2 separate regions of the Mus musculus genome follow, and region 2 is linked to region 1. A link is a contact called in public Hi-C data. All regions are on one chromosome and are shown on one strand. The core of a region is the stretch at or near the end of the contact, and the rest is flanking DNA. Distances in the headings are between cores, read along the strand shown. Region 1 holds the start of Dhrs3 (dehydrogenase/reductase (SDR family) member 3). Region 2 overlaps Vps13d (vacuolar protein sorting 13D).

Region 1 (7,637 bases), core at 2,386-4,885:
TTCTCCTTCTCTCAGACGACTCCAGCTCGTGTCAAGTTGACATTAAAAACCTAAGCCGGCGCACACCGCAAGTGCTCTTACCCACCAAAACATCTCCCAAGTCCCTAGGCAGCCTACTTCTAATTGTAAGGCCAGCAACCTCTTTTCACTGTCTTTAATCGCAAACCAGGAAAGTTGGAAGGCAGCTCCGCCACAGGGTTCCAACTGGCCCTATAGGAGAGTTGTTTCTTGCACCTCCCTAGCTGTGCCCAGCCCCAGCAGGGCTGAGTCATGGAAAAGTTACTTCTGCTCATTTCTCCCACCAAGCCCACAAAGACTCCTTTCACGTTGTCAGGAGGGGGATGAAAAAATAAAAAAAGTGTGGGGCCCTCCGCCCAAGGCTGGGACGAAAATTTTCAAGCTCCTCTCTAGAGTTAGACTTAGTATCTCCTGCATCAAGGAAGCAGAATGGACCAGTACCAAGAGAGAAAGGGGACACATATTCCACACTACAACTTTCTTATTGAAACCAGCCTACTTAGTTGTGCAGCCTTAGCCCCGTGCTCCCCCACCCCTATCTTCCTGGGAACTGAGGTGTAGGGAGGGAAATGGATAAAGACAGTGACAGCTCATCTCTGGAAAGCTGATGCTGGGGGAAGCCTTAAGCTCACAGATACCAGGACCACAAAATCCACATCCTGACAGTAGACCAAGTAGAAACAGGGCCATTGCATCTGGCCAGACCTTGCATCTGACAGTTGCTTTTGGAATTGCCTAGCCGGTTTTTGTTTGGTCGTTTGTTTTGTTAATTTGTTTGGGGGGGGGCAATTCTTTTATTTTGAGTTGTTGTTGTTGTTGTTGTTGCTCCCCTCTGACTCCAGCTCAGACTCAACAGGGAGAAGCCTGTGTGGCCTTGAATGAATTGCTTACTTATCTGTTGGGCCCAGTTTCCTTAATTGCGTTGAGAGGGCACATAACACCCACCTCCCCAGACCATTTGGGAAATTGTAGTGTGTATAAGACACGTGTGAAGATCCACTGGGGTTCACAGTACCTTTCCACCTCTGTCCCAAACATACACCTGTGGGACATGGACAAGGGTCCTCCTGGTCACTCAGCTGGTCTAGCATCTGATCTGAACAGGATGAACACATACGTGTCTTTCTGTGAATGGCTGGATCTCCGTGTGTTAGTAACCTTTGCTATGAAACAGGTAGAGAAGAGGCTGTGATCTTTACAAGTCCTTAGCCTTACATGGAGTGAAAGGCCTAAGCAAAAAGAATAGCTCTTTAGCCCCACCAGTGTTGAAAACGCTAGTAGCTTAGAGGTGCAGTGTCCCATGTTGGCCACTAGGCGTCTCCAAGGATAATAGATGAGGGCAGAAGCTATGCAGCCTTTTGGGGGTCTCCCCTACTTGGTGTCTTGTACATAGGCCTTAGCAACCGCTGGGCGCCAAGAGTCCGACCCTCCCTGACTGCCATTTCTTTCCTGTTGTTTTATAGACCTGGAAGATGGACGAAATGGCCACCATGGTGGGGTGGGATCTAAGGAAGGCAACGGCCAGCCCTTTGGAGAGTCCTTTAGAAAGAAGAATGGAGCCTGCAGGGACTCTTCACTGCAGTTCTTGGCCAAGCCTGTCCTCCACCTCTCTCCTGCCTTCTTGCCAGAGTGGGGTGGGATGGGAAGAGAAATTAGGTCTGGACTGAATCTCTTCCTCCTGTACTTCCTGGCTGGGTAACCTGGGAAATAGGATGACAAAGTCCCCAAGGCGAGGTCAGCTGGAGGGTGGAATGTCAGACCAGATCGCAGGAGCTCCACACAGGAGAACGGCTTCCTTGCCCCTTCATCCAAACCTAAGAGTTCTCATGACAACTTCTCCCCAGAACTACAGTAGTTGGCAAAAGAGGAAGTGATCTCCACCCCCTCCCCAAATCAGCACTTCTCAAAGGGATTTGTTCACACCCAGGCGGGGAATATTAAAAGCACAGTTAGTTCCTTGTGCACCCAGGGCCTGCTGGATCAGTCTTTGGGGCTGAGGCCCAGGACTCCCAGCCTGAACACGTCCAGGGCTGGAAAGGGCTGCCCCAGATTATAGGGCAGGCTCCCTGGCTGTCTCTCCCTCTCCCGCCCAGGGATGTGCAGAGGGGGCGGGTGGCAAGTCTCATCAGCACTTTTAACTGGGCCTGCTTCTCATGACTCACCTCCTAGACTTCCCGCAACAGGCAAGTCTAAATAGCTGGGTCCCGCCCTCCCAACAGGGAGACGTTCTTACAAGGGGTGGGCAAGAGGTTACAAGGTGGGTGCCCAAAAGGTCAGCGGGGTAAGGGCACCCAGAGAGGGGACACTGGATGAACTGAACAGTGGCATAGCTTTGAAGACGTGTTGTTTACAGGCTTCTGTTATTAAGGAAATTGCTGTCAGTCAAGGTAATTCTAGCCCAGATAAGCAATAAATAAGCTCCCAGCTAATCTTATGGGGATTTTATTGGCACCTGGGGTTAGAGGTCCTTTGCCCTGCTCCCCTTTCTCCCAAAGCAAAATCCTGCCTCCCAAGGGGTCCCTCTACCTCAACGTGAGAGACTTCACGTTAATACAACTTCGGATGTACACTCTTTGAAGGAAAATGGGAATCAGGCAATGATGAAACATAACCTCCTGGTCCTACCTGGAGGCAGAAGAATGACCAAGTGACCTGAAATGAACCCTTGGCGACCCAATAGCATCAAGGCATGCGCGAGTTTCCCCTCGGTTTGCCCGGCCGCTCAGGGGTGGTCACCTGGCCCAGGCTGGGAGCCAGGTCTGATACAGCAAGCTGGCTTGCCAGAGTTGGTTGCAGCGTGTTCGAGTTCCGGCTGCGAGCCCTCGGGGACTAGGGCAGCAAGTTCCAGCTTGCAGAAATGAGAAGCGAGTCCCAGGGGAGTGCGAGACGCAGCGAGACCGGGTGCGCGCCTAGGCGCGTGCCCCGCCACGGCGCAGGGGGAGGGGAAGTCGCCGCAGCCACTCAGAGGCACGATAGTGAAGCCTCCCAACAACTTTAACTGTCAATCAGACTTAATGGGGTATTAAAAAAAAAAAAAAAAAAAAAAAGGAGGGGGCGCCCTTTCGGTCCACGCCGCAGCTGCCCCGCGGACGAAGTAATAGGGCGGTGCAGACTAGGGCGTCCTATCCACGAGTGCTCCACAGTACGGGCCCGACCAAGTTGGAAAGAACAAAAAAGAAGGCAATAAATACTAAAGGGGAGGGGGGAAGAGAGGGAGCCACACCGAGCGGCAACTCCCAGCCCGGGCTGCAAGAGAGGGAGGAGGGAACCGGAGAGAGCGGGCGCGCGCGAGGGCGAGCTGTGCACGAGAAGAAACTGACACCCGGACCCCCCACTTCTCCTGCACGGTGCTGGCAATCAGATCGCGTTTAAGCAATTTCCTGAGCCCAAGAATAGCAATGAGTCGGGAGACTTTCGCGGACTGAAATTGGGAGCTGCAATCACTCCCCAGGTTTTGTGTGTGGTGTTTTTGTGTGTGGTTTTTTCCCCCCTTTCTTTTTCTGGAGAAAGTTGGAGGGGGGCGCTACAATTGGGAAACAGCTTTTTTGTTTGTTTGTTTTGTTAATCTTGCACTTTGAAACCGCGGACTGTAGCTGTGTGCGCGCTGTGGTTGGTGCTTTTTTTTTTTTTTTTTTTCGTCCCTGGCCTTGCCTAAACTCTTCTGTCGGTCTGTAAACATTACCTGTGAATTTCCCAGCCGAAACGGCTGTTGGGGCAAGAAACTTCTTGTTAAAACTTCCCACCCCTTGGACTCTCCACAGCCCCTCTCACCGTCCCAATCTTCTGAGACGCTTTTTACCTCTCCGCCAGAGCAGAGTTTATCTTTTTTTTCTTTTTCTTTTTTTTTTCTTTTTCCTCCCATTTTTCCTCGCCCTGTCCTTTACATCTGAAAGGAGATCAGTTCAAGAGTGACCAGGTGGGACGCCTCCTTTTCCTTATTTAGTTTATTATTGTTTGGGGGAGTTTTCTTTCTATCTTTTTTTAATTCCTGTCCGGGGAGTTTTGTCCACCGCCTCCTACCACCTCCCCCTGTACCCCGCTCCTCCGCGCGGAGGATGGTGTGGAAATGGCTGGGCGCGCTGGTAGTGTTCCCTCTGCAAATGATCTATTTGGTAACCAAAGCAGCCGTGGGAATGGTGTTGCCCCCCAAGCTTCGGGACTTGTCGCGGGAGTCAGTCCTCATCACCGGCGGTGGGAGAGGCATCGGACGCCACCTCGCTCGGGAGTTCGCAGAGCGTGGCGCCAGAAAGGTACACGGCGTGGGGGCGGGGTGGCACTGCGACACCTGGAGTGGGCGCTGAGGGTAAAGGGACTCTGGCACGCAGGGAGGGGGAGGCAGTCGTGGGGGGTGTTCCCACCTGCTGCGGGTGCGGAAACCAGCGCCAACGATCTGAAAGTCTCAAGCCACCCACTCCTTGCATCACCTGGGACTGCGAAGCAAGTCGGTTTCATCCTTCATAGATTTCCCGGGCACCGGACTGTGTTTTGGCAGGCCCTGAGTTGCTTGGCTCCCCTGGGATTGGTATCTCGCTGGCTATTTACCCCTACCAACTACCATACCTAGAATACCCACCCATTTTGCCGCATGACTCTTTCTCTAAGGTGTAGTGCCCTCTCTCTCTCTTTGCCCGCACCCTGCCAAGCGCAGGGTGTGCGCGCGCCCCTAGGTAGAGCTGGAAGCCAAACCCCCTGCTAGCTTGCGCTTGGTATTTTGCTTGGCAACTCGCTGCCTAGTCCCAAACAAGCTGAGAGGTTGCAGCTAGGCAGGGACGTGAGATAGGGTGCTCGGTTCAGATTTGTAAAGGAGAGAGTTGACGTGGATGGTCTAGTCCGGCTGAAAGACTGGGAGGCCCAGGTGTTTAAAATTCTGAAAGAGGGGTGAGGGGGTAGCCAGCCGCTGATAAAGAGAGCCCTTGTCCTCACCTTCAACCTTGATTCCCACCCCCGCCCTCTTCATCGGAGGGGATCCTTCTCAGCTGGATTGGAAGGTGGCACTGTGCCCCTCTGACCACTGCCTCTTATTATGTGGGTGACACCAGCTCCCCATGCTCCAGGTTTTGGAGACGTGGTGTTGCAGAGTACTGGAGGGAGAGCCAGCTGTCACCCAACTTGCAACTGCAGACCCGGCTGACTCACTCAGTGGCAAGAGCAATGGAGAGGGATTTGAGGCCGGCAGGCCGGTCTGTCTCCAGCCGGCCCGCGAAGACGAAGAACAAACTAGGGAATTAGTTTGAAATTTAAACTGTTGCTAAGGAGGGGGGGTGGGAGGACCAGGCTAGCCAGCTGATCTGACATGGAGCCGCATACCTTGGGGATTAGAGTAAATATGCTCTGTGGAAAGCCAAACCTTCATGTAATTCCAGGTTGCTTTTGTTTTGTTAAATACTGCCCTGAGATTTACAATTCCTTCGGTGGCTGAGACTGAACTTTGGAGTCTGAACTATCATCCAAAACTGATTGCCCATTAACTCTTCCCTGGCCAAGCTGTTCTAGCATGAACAGCTGGGGCCTGGGGTCCTCCAGCTGTCCAGGGCTCCTGAATCTCCTTGGGTGGTTTGGACAGCTGTTTAACCTTGCCTTTGGAAGGGGAGTTCAGAAGTGTTTTTAACCCTTGGAGTTGCTGAATTAAAAGGAAATATGGGTTGTTCTCATCGGTTTCTCTTCTTGGGGTGTGGGGGGTCTCCATGGAATTCTTCCAAAGCTCTTTGTGGAGGGGGACCAAGAGGGCAGTGAAGGGGACCCTGGCAGAGGGGATACTTGTGACAGTTGCTTATGCTTGACACAATGTGTGTCTCAGTTGCCTGAATCTTCCAGCTGGCTCTGATCCTGACACTCTTCCACTGTTCTTGTGGCAGACTGCAGTAGCTTATGAGAAAGGCTTTGTCAATCTGGAAAAACTTGACCGACTGTAAACAATCCTAAATTGAAGGCAGAAGTAGGCTGGGGGAGGGGGGGGATGTGAGTGCAGAGTGGATCCAACAGGTTCATACCCTGGAAGGCACAACCCCACCTATCTTGGAAAGGACAAGCTTTTCCAGGAAACAAGCCCAGGCTGATGAGAAATGGGCCTTTAATTGGTGGTGGGGTCGCCCCAAAGAAAAGCCAGGGGAGCCTGGGAAACTCCTGGTGCCATTTACTTGGCTGGCAGAATAACACACACACACACACGCACACACACACACACACACACACACATACACACACACACGCACACACGCACACACACACGCACACACACACACACACACACGCGCACACGCACACACACACACACACACACGCACACACGCACACAAACACACACGCGCACACGGACACACGCACACACACGCGCGCACACGCGCACGCGCGCGCACACACACACACGCACACACACACGCACACGCACACACACGCACACACACACGCACACACACACACGCACACGCACACACGCACACACACGCACACACACACGCACACACACACACGCACACACACACGCACGCACATACGCACACGCGCGCACACGCACACGCGCACACGCACACACGCACACACACACACACACACACACACACACACACACACGCGCGCGCGCGCGCGCACACGCACACGCACACACTCACACCGGAGCTCCCTGGAATCATAACTTTCTGCAGTTACTGGAGCCACTGCATTCAGTAAGCCTTTCTCCAGCTCTTTCTGTGGGAAGGTGGACTCTATCCTCTTAGCTGAATGCAACTGGGGCCAGTGTATGGACAACCCCCCAGACCCAGAAGTGGTTAGGACCCTGTGGGCTTGGCAACAAAGGGCTGAGTGCTGTGGGGGTTGGGAGTTTGCAGTTAAGTTGGTTTGGGACAGGTGTGAACTAGATACTGGGGGTGGCCCAGGAGTGTGGGAGGAAACCAGGAGAAGTCAGTGGTGTCCCAGGTGCAAATAGGTACTCACCAGCACCAGCCTCAGTGAAAGCAGCAGCTGCCACTGAGAGAAATCCCTGCCTGGATTCTGGTGAGGTTGAATCTAGGAGAGATTCCCTAAATGGGGAAAGAAAGGAGGCTCAGAGCCTTGTGCAAACAGCTGGCATGTCCAGGAGGGGGCGGGACAACCCAGTTTCCCATAATGACCTTGAGTTAAGTAGGATTTGCAATATTTGTAGACCATGGGGAGCCTCGCACTGCAAAGCTGACCCAAATAAAGGGTTTCTTTAAAAAAAGGAAAAAAAGAAAAAAGGGAAAAAAAGATTTATTTCATTTACGTGTGTGTGTGTGTGTGTGTGTGTGTGTGTGTGTGTGTGTGTGTGTGTGTGTGTGTTTGCTGGTAGAAGGCAGGGAGCAGGGAGGAGGTGTGATCCCCTCGAATAGTTATAGCCTGATGTGGATGCTCAGAACTGAACTCTGGTCCTCTGAAAGAACAGCATATGCTCTTAACCGCTGAGCTATTCCTCCAGCCCTTAACAGTGACTTAAAGGAACACTGACCTCTGGAATTCAAAAGTTCTTATCACAAAACAGTTTTCCCTACCCACACAAGACATCAAGATGAGCCGAGACAGAAACAGTAAAACCCTAGGAACTCTGGGGGAAGGTTCTTGTTGGATCATCTCCTGAGTAAAACTTTTTTTAAAATTTACTGTGCCCC
Region 2 (7,637 bases), core at 3,783-6,282, 280 kb after region 1:
TCTGTTCACTGGAAACCTTCATGTTCAGTTCCTACTGACCAACAAAATGTTGACCACTGTGTGTCATAGGCACACAGCAGTAAGAAGCAAGGAATTAGAGACACCGACACATCTTAAAAACAGAACTTTAGCTAGGCATGGCTGTGCATGCCATTAGTAGAAGCTAAAGATAGAGATAGGCAGATCTCTGTGAGTTCTAGGACAGCCTATTCTACATAGTGAGTTCTAGGACAGCCAGGGATATGTAGAGACCCTGCCTCCAAATTAATTTAATTAATTATTTATTATTTAAACATATTAACTGATATTTAATAATTAAACTTTCTATTAATAATTAGGCCCATTTGGTATTTGTGATTTTATTAATATTAACTGAATGTGTTAAATTAATAATGACTAAATATTAATATATTTAATTAATTAAATTAAAAAAAGAACTTTACATGAAAAAGAGACACAAGCACAAAATCCACCGAAGTAGCCTGATCCAAGTTAAAACGCACAAGCTCCTGTGCTTCTGAAGTTGAAACCTTTAGACACGAGAAGCACCTCAGGCAGACTCTCGAGAGAAGATGCTTGTAGACAGGGAGCACAGCCTGCAGATCAGGGTTCCTGAACCATGTCCTCAGAAGCCCCAAAGCAGAACGTACCTGTAACTCCGCTTGAGGCAAGTCCCCCAGTAAAGTGCAGTTGACATCCCAATAAATACTAAACTCAGCCACGTCTAATCGCTTCTTTCGCATTAGTTTCTGTACCTGAGGGAAGAAAGAGGAAGAAAAGGATGATCGATCACCATTAATTTCAGATATAACTGTTGTTCACTCATCAGGCACTCTACAAGGGACAAGAGATAGAAGACAGTCGGCTCTTATACAGCTTAAACTCCATCCCTGCAAGATCTGGACCTTTGATCTCAGCACTCAAGAGACAAAGGCAGGTTGAGTATGAGTGTGTCATGATTTGTAAACACCATCTGTGCAGACAGAATCAGGTTAATGTGAGGCCATGCTGGATAAGTGTAAGCAAAGTAAATGAGCGGGTCCTTTAAGAAGAAAAAGACACAGGAGAGAAGGCCTTGTGAGCTTAGACACAGAGACCAGCATGCTGCATCTACACCACAAGGAACCAGAGCTTCTAGTACCCATTAGATGGAGGGAGGTATGGACACACTGACCCTCAGGGTTGCAGAAGCCTTCTGACTCATTAGTTTCCCATTTCTTGTCTCCAGAAGTAGAAAGTAAATTGCTGTAGGTTTTTTGGTTTTGCCTTAACTTTTGTTTTGTTTTGTTTTGTTTTGTTCTGAGGCCGGGTATCACTATGCAGCCCTTGGCTGGCCTAGAACTCACTATATAGACCATACTAGACATTTGATTGCCTCTGCCTCCTGGGTGCTGGGATTAAAGGTGTACCGCCATGCCCTGTTGTTTTTTATTTTATGTGTATGGAGATTTTTGCCTGAATGAATGTCTGTACATTGTATGTATTCAGTGTCTGCAGAGGCCAGAAGAGGTCCTCAATCCACGAGTACACAAAGGTTCAAAAGCCTTTAAGCGACTTCCTAGTAAATAAAAATTATAGGATTATGAGCCAGGCATGTGGTGCACATATGTAATTCCCAGCACTTGTGATGTAAGTAAGACAAGAGGACCAGAAATCTAAAGAGATATTTGTCTATGTAGTAAATTACAAATCTAGATCAAGGTTGGCCATTTCAAACTTTGAAAAGATCTGTCAACGTTTATTGTATTTGCTGACAGTATCAACCTCCTTGGCCCTGTACAACAGAACATTTACTCTAGCAGAGCTGTGGTGGCAAACACCTTTAATCCCAGGCTCCAGAGACAGAGATAAGTATCTCTGTGAATTCAAGGCCAGCCTAGTCTATGGAGCTAGTTCTAGAACAACAAGGGCTACCTAGAGAAACTCTGTCTTAAACAACAACAAAAAAACAAACAAACAAACAAACAAACATTTAATCTGTTTTATGGAGTGGGGTGTCAGTTGCCATGTGGTATAGTCTTGCCATCCTGGTGGAAGATAATGAAACCTTGTTGTAAAAACAAAAACCTAAGGGTATACTGAGAATCAACATTTTATCACACCATAAACATGTCGCATAATAGCTTCCTGAAAAGAGACTGTGTGGAAACTGTCACAGACATTCCAGGCAGAGAGTGAAACTATAAGCAGAAGGAGTTTCCTTCCCACCTCAGCTTCTGTATAAAGCCAAAGCAAGTGTTTCCTCTTCCCAGCAAATTAACTTTAGTTACCTGCATCTAAGACACAAACATAGCAAGGCAGAGCAGCAGCACTCTGCTTACATAGCACTCAAGGACAGAGGGCAGAGCCCCAGGCCTCCTAGCATGGAGTTTTATTCTTTGTCTGTGGTCAGATCGCATACTTACAGGCTCATTTGCAGCATTCTGCATAGAAACATTCTTAATGCAGATGCCAAATGCAAAAGGACGGGAAGGATTGGTAACACCATCTTCAAAACGCAGATGGACATCTTGAATTTTTAACTGCAAAGGGGAAAGAAAGGGGAAATACATTTAGATAATTGTTGTGGATAAAATCCTCTAAGTGTGGGCCATATACACACAGACAGATATCAGGGTGCTGAAAATTCCAACGAGACATGATCACAAACCACTCAAGAATAACAGTTCATTGTGATGAATGTTATCTCAGGAAGGCTGCAATCAAGTCCTTCCAGAAGACAATGTAAACATTTTAACCACAACAATAGCAGGGGTATTGCCAGAGTGATGGTTCAGCAGCTATACAAACCTAGTGACACTAGTTCAATGCCCAGAACCCTCATAAATACGAAAGGAAAGGACAGACACCAAAAAGTGTCCTCTGACCTCTACACACACCCCACCCTTGCACATATAACAACAACAATAACAATAAATAATAATAATAAATTAATTTTTTTAAAAGAGGAGAGAGGAAACGAGTAACATCACTGACTCAACGTAACTGCTCTTGCTTGTCTTGTCTATGAGCCCAGGAAGACCTGCAAGACACATAAGGTCTGTGTGACTCTGTGTGTGTCATTCTTCTTGCTCCTGTGAGTGAGAGACGATACTCTGCTTCAGTGAATTACAAAATAACAATGGGACCTGTAAGTAGCTCAAAAGTAGAGTGTGTGGGGCTGGAGAGATGGCTCAGCAGTTAAGAGCACCAACTGCTCTTCCAAAGGTCCTGAGTTCAATTCCCAGCAACCACATGGTGGCTCACAAGCATCTGTAATGGAATCTAATGACCTGTTCTGGTGTGTCTGAAGATAGTGTACTCTAATAAATAAATAAATAAATAAATAAATAAATAAATAAATAAATCTTTAAAAAAAAAAAAAGGAGTGTGTGTGTTTATCATATGCAAGGGCCTGGATTCAGTCAGCAGCACTACAAAACAGAGAAAAAAGATAAACATAAAAACATATGTGGCCAAGAAAGTGTGCGTTTAGCATCATTAGCCATCATAAAAACACAAACTAGGCCACGGAGATGATTTGGTGGGTAAGAATGCTTGATTTGCAAGCATGAGGATCTGAGTTCAATTCTACAGCACCCACACAGAAAGCCAGACAGGGATGGCTACACTTGCCTATAAGGCCAGCATTGACAGGACAGAGACAGACAGGTCCCAGAACCTTGGTGATCAGACCAGCCTAGTCAAAACAGTAAGCTTGTAGCTCAAGGAGAGACCCTGAGCAATAAGGCAGAAAGCAACAGATGAAGACACCTGATACACTGTTCTGGCCTTCATATTCTACAAACTTGTGTGCATGCCCAAACATAAACCACACTCACCACAGAAAAGGAAAATAAAAAGGAAAGTCAAACAACAATAACTTATCACTATATTAATATGATTACCATCACAGTATTGAGGCCAATGTGAGGAAACCAATTCTTTTTGTAAAAATTTTTTTATTATATATTTTCTTTTTTTACATTTCAAATGTCATCCTTTCCTACTTCCCCCTCCGAAAATCCCCTATTCTCCTCCCTCCCCCCTCCCCCTGTTCCCCAACCCAACCTGGCTCTAGCTATATATGTAGCAGAGGATGGCCTTAGTCAGTCATCAATGGGAGGAGAGGCCTTTGGTCCTATGAAGGCTCTAGGCCCCAGTATAGGGGAATGCCAGGACCAGGAATGAGAGTGGGTGGGAAACCAATTTTTAATATTGATGGCAAAATCATAATATGGGCCAATGAGGTGGCCCAGTGGATAAAGGCACTTGCCACCAAGACTGATGATCTGAGATCCAGCCCCAGGGGTCATGTAGAAGAAGAAAACCAAATTGTGCAAGCTGTCCTCTAACTTCTAAATGTACACGTATACACACACACACACACACACACACACACACACACACTTTAACTTTGTTAAAAAGTGATGGTGGGGTGCTTAGCCCTAAATGGCACAGGTACATTACCCCCTCCAAGGCTCAGCACCATCAAGGAAAAAGAGACAAAAAAGATATAAAACCCAGGACTTGGCTTCTCTACATAAAAGAGTACACATAACTAGCAACACCCCAAGCAGAGGCCTCACCATTCCTGTGATTACACTACAGATTAGTGGCCCACTGAGGAAAGACATTTCTGGGGCCAGCAGAAAGCTAGGCAGGCAAGTGTTCTGGCTACCAAGTCTGATGACCTGAGTTTGATCCCCAGGACCCACAGAATAAAAGAGAACCAAATGCCACAAGGAATCTTCTTACTTCCACATGTGTCCCTATCTCCTCCCCACCCCACCCCACCCCCGCCCACCCCGGTAAATAAATAAATGCAAAAAAATCCTTTGTTGTAGAAAATATGTACACGCCTGCACATAAAGCATTGTGCACATATGCCCAAAAATATTACTACATTATAATAACAACCTTTTTTTCTTAAATGGGTGCCCCCAAGTATACCAATCTTTTCATCCAAGTTATGAAACTAACAACCTCAGGTCATACTTTTGGGAAGCATGACACACACTAAGCACACTTGGTCTGGGTTGCCTTGACACTGCAAGAGAGTCTAGAGTCTGTAAGTATGGTTGCTTTGTGACACTGAATGAGGACTCATCCCCTGATCCCACTCGTAATGGTCAAACAAGTGGCCACTGCACGACAGCCCATTAAACTCAGCAAGATACATCAGTGGGAGGTCACAGTTCACACACTAGGCAGTGGGGACCCCACCTCTCTCATTTTGCAGATGAAAAAACTATGACCAGAGAGGTTAGACGATTTGCCCTGAAACCAGTCATTCAGACCTATGTAACCTGGCTTCTGAGGTAAGAAATCCTTTAGCAAGTGCGATTCCAACATTCAAAAAGAAAGTGTGGTAAGTAAGGGGAGGGGGAGTGAAAAGGAAAACGCCTACTCACACCAGCTAAAGCAAGAAAGACCTGTGTCGACCTCACAGGCCAGAACTTGCTTTTCAGTTTTTCCCTTTGGCAACAACCTCTAAAAAGGCACACCTGAACAGCCAGCCCCCAACACTGCACCAGCTAAACCCACAAGAAACGAGCAACTCAGAAGCGAAAACACATCGAAACCTCAGAAACCCTTAATGCGCCCTCATAAAGGTGACAGGACTCACCTCGATATTCTCCACGATTCTCGTGACAACTGATGCAGTGACTGAATACCAATATGGTTCTCCCTTCTGCTGCCGCCGCTCACTCTGCAAGGGAAAGAGCCAGTGTCAGCAGAGGCCAGTGCTTCACCGTTGGGGATGTCACAGGAGCCCCTAAAGCACAGAGGCTCTATGCCTTGCCTTCCATCTCTCCTCCAGGGCCTGAAGCAGCGCTTTCTTACGCTCCCTCTCCAGTAGCTTCTCCTTCTCATCATTGAAGTCCTGGATTTTCTCAGGGCCACCGATTACGTGGAGGCCAGAGATGGAGATCACCCAAGGGTCCACATGGGGGCGGTAAAAAGGAATCTGGAGGGTCACTTTCCCAATCAAGCCTGGAAGGAGAAGGATCCTCTCATCAGACACCTGCACATTTCTCAGCTTTCTCAAAGTATTTCTACCTCCCCGTAAGGCACACAGATTGCTTTTACCATTATTTATTTTGTTAAAAAATCAAAAACTGACAAGTGTGGTGGTGCATTTAGGAAATGCTGAAGAGACAGAGACAGGAGGATCCCCAGTCCAAGGCCAGCAGGAGCAATACCTTGGAGTATGACATTTAGCTCTGGTAGAACTTGGAAGTGCAAAGCCCTGGATCCCATCCCCAGTACCAGAAGGAAGAAAAAAAAAAAAGAACAATCACAAAACAGCAAGCCAGGTATGGTGGTGCATGTCTCTAATCCCAGCACTAAGGTGGCTAAGGCAGGGATGGCAAGTTAAAGCCAGCCTGGATCACAAACCGAGTTGAAAGCTATCCATTCAGGTTCCTACATATGTGAAACAAGTGTTAGGGTAGATCTGTAAGAGCCACTTTAAAATAAAGTACTTAATTAAATAGAACCAATGTATTGGTTTGTTTATGCTCAACCCAGGGAGTGGCAGGCACAATTAGAAGGTGTAGCCCTGTTGGAGTAGGTATGTCTTTGTGCGTATGGGTTTTGAAACTCTCATCCTAGCTGTCTGGAAGCCAGTATTCTGCTAACAGCCTTCAGATAAAGATGTAGAACTCTCAGCTCCTCTTGCACCATGCCTGCCTAAACACTGCCATGCTCCTGCCTTGATGATAATGGACTGAACCTTGAAACCTGTAAGCCAGCCCCAATTAAATGTTGTCCTGATAAGAGCTGCCTTGGTCATAATGTCTGTTCACAGCAGTAAAACCATAACCAAGACAACCAGATACAATGAATTAAACTGGAAAATACCCAGTGAGATTTTTCATATCAAATATGGATTACCTATTATGGAAACACTCTTCCAACTGGACCACATCTTGAATTTCTAAGAGGTATCTTTCTTCCTACCGTACTCACCTACACAGACCCTGGTCACAGAACTCATCACTTAATAATTGGCTGGTTGATGAGTATTTGTTAGGAGTTTTCGCGCTTACATATCTACCAAACATACCCACTGTAAACTAAAATGGACAACACAGTATATGGATAAAGAAACCTAATGCTCACAAGAACTTGGGCTCAGAGCTACCTCGCCTGTAGGTAGCTTCCCTACTTACTTCCCAACTTCTTCCATTTTAGCCAAGCCCTTAAACTCTGTGTAATAAAAGACATCTCACTGAACATGGTATCACATGCCTTTAATCCCAGCACTTGGGAGGCAGAGATAGGAAGATCTCTGTGAGTTTGAAGCCAGCCTGGTAACATAATGTATTTCAAGCCAGCCTAATCTATATAGTGAGCACCAGGCTAGCCAGGGCTACATAGTGAGACAGAGTCTCACAAAAAGCAAGGTAACAGTAGAGCATTGAGAACAGTGTTTTCCTTTGTGTGTGGCTCTGAGGAAAGACCCAAGGCCCTCATATATCCATGCTTGCTCAGCACGTCCTCTACACTGGGCTATAGCCCCTGTCTTCATAGTGGTATTTCTAATGATAAAATATTAAATGACTGACTGTCTAGTCCAAGAGCAAATTAAGAATATGGGTGACTGAGAATGAAGCTCAGTGATAGAATACTTGTTCTGAATGTACAAGGCT

The links. A called contact is a pair of places that touch in the nucleus more often than the background predicts.
Region 2: a contact with region 1 is called in a Hi-C map of Th1 cells, with 5 times the contacts expected there. The contact joins the enhancer-like site here to the promoter of Dhrs3 in region 1. A contact is called at or near these places in 22 of 39 promoter capture datasets (the 3T3-L1 cell line, 3T3-L1-derived adipocytes, the C10 cell line and 14 more), 7 of 15 datasets of contacts at CTCF or cohesin (CD8 T cells, the G1E-ER4 cell line, the NIH/3T3 cell line and 4 more), 33 of 484 Hi-C or Micro-C datasets (B cells, the Ba/F3 cell line, CD4 T cells and 18 more), 25 of 115 datasets of contacts at active chromatin or transcription factors (the 230-238 cell line, T-cell acute lymphoblastic leukemia, bone marrow-derived macrophages and 16 more) and 5 of 9 other capture datasets (adipose tissue, embryonic stem cells, liver and 2 more).

The regions. Positions count from the first base shown.
Region 1 is chr4:144,889,442-144,897,078 of GRCm38.p6, forward strand. Dhrs3 (dehydrogenase/reductase (SDR family) member 3) reads left to right here and starts at 3,636. Exons shown (of 6, transcript NM_011303.7): 1 at 3,636-4,268. The coding sequence starts at 4,074. It also overlaps a transcript of Vps13d not described here.
Region 2 is chr4:145,172,404-145,180,040 of GRCm38.p6, forward strand. It overlaps Vps13d (vacuolar protein sorting 13D), which reads right to left. Exons shown (of 70, transcript NM_001276465.1): 4 at 5,786-5,976; 5 at 5,609-5,692; 6 at 2,406-2,522; 7 at 651-755. Among named protein-coding and RNA genes, the nearest start is that of Vps13d, 19 kb to the right of the region's middle. Within about 2 kb of position 5,033, at least 19 of the 459 cell types and tissues checked have an H3K27ac peak or open chromatin away from gene starts, as enhancers often do. A contact at or near this core is called in CD8 T cells, T-cell acute lymphoblastic leukemia and Th1 cells, where this site is marked.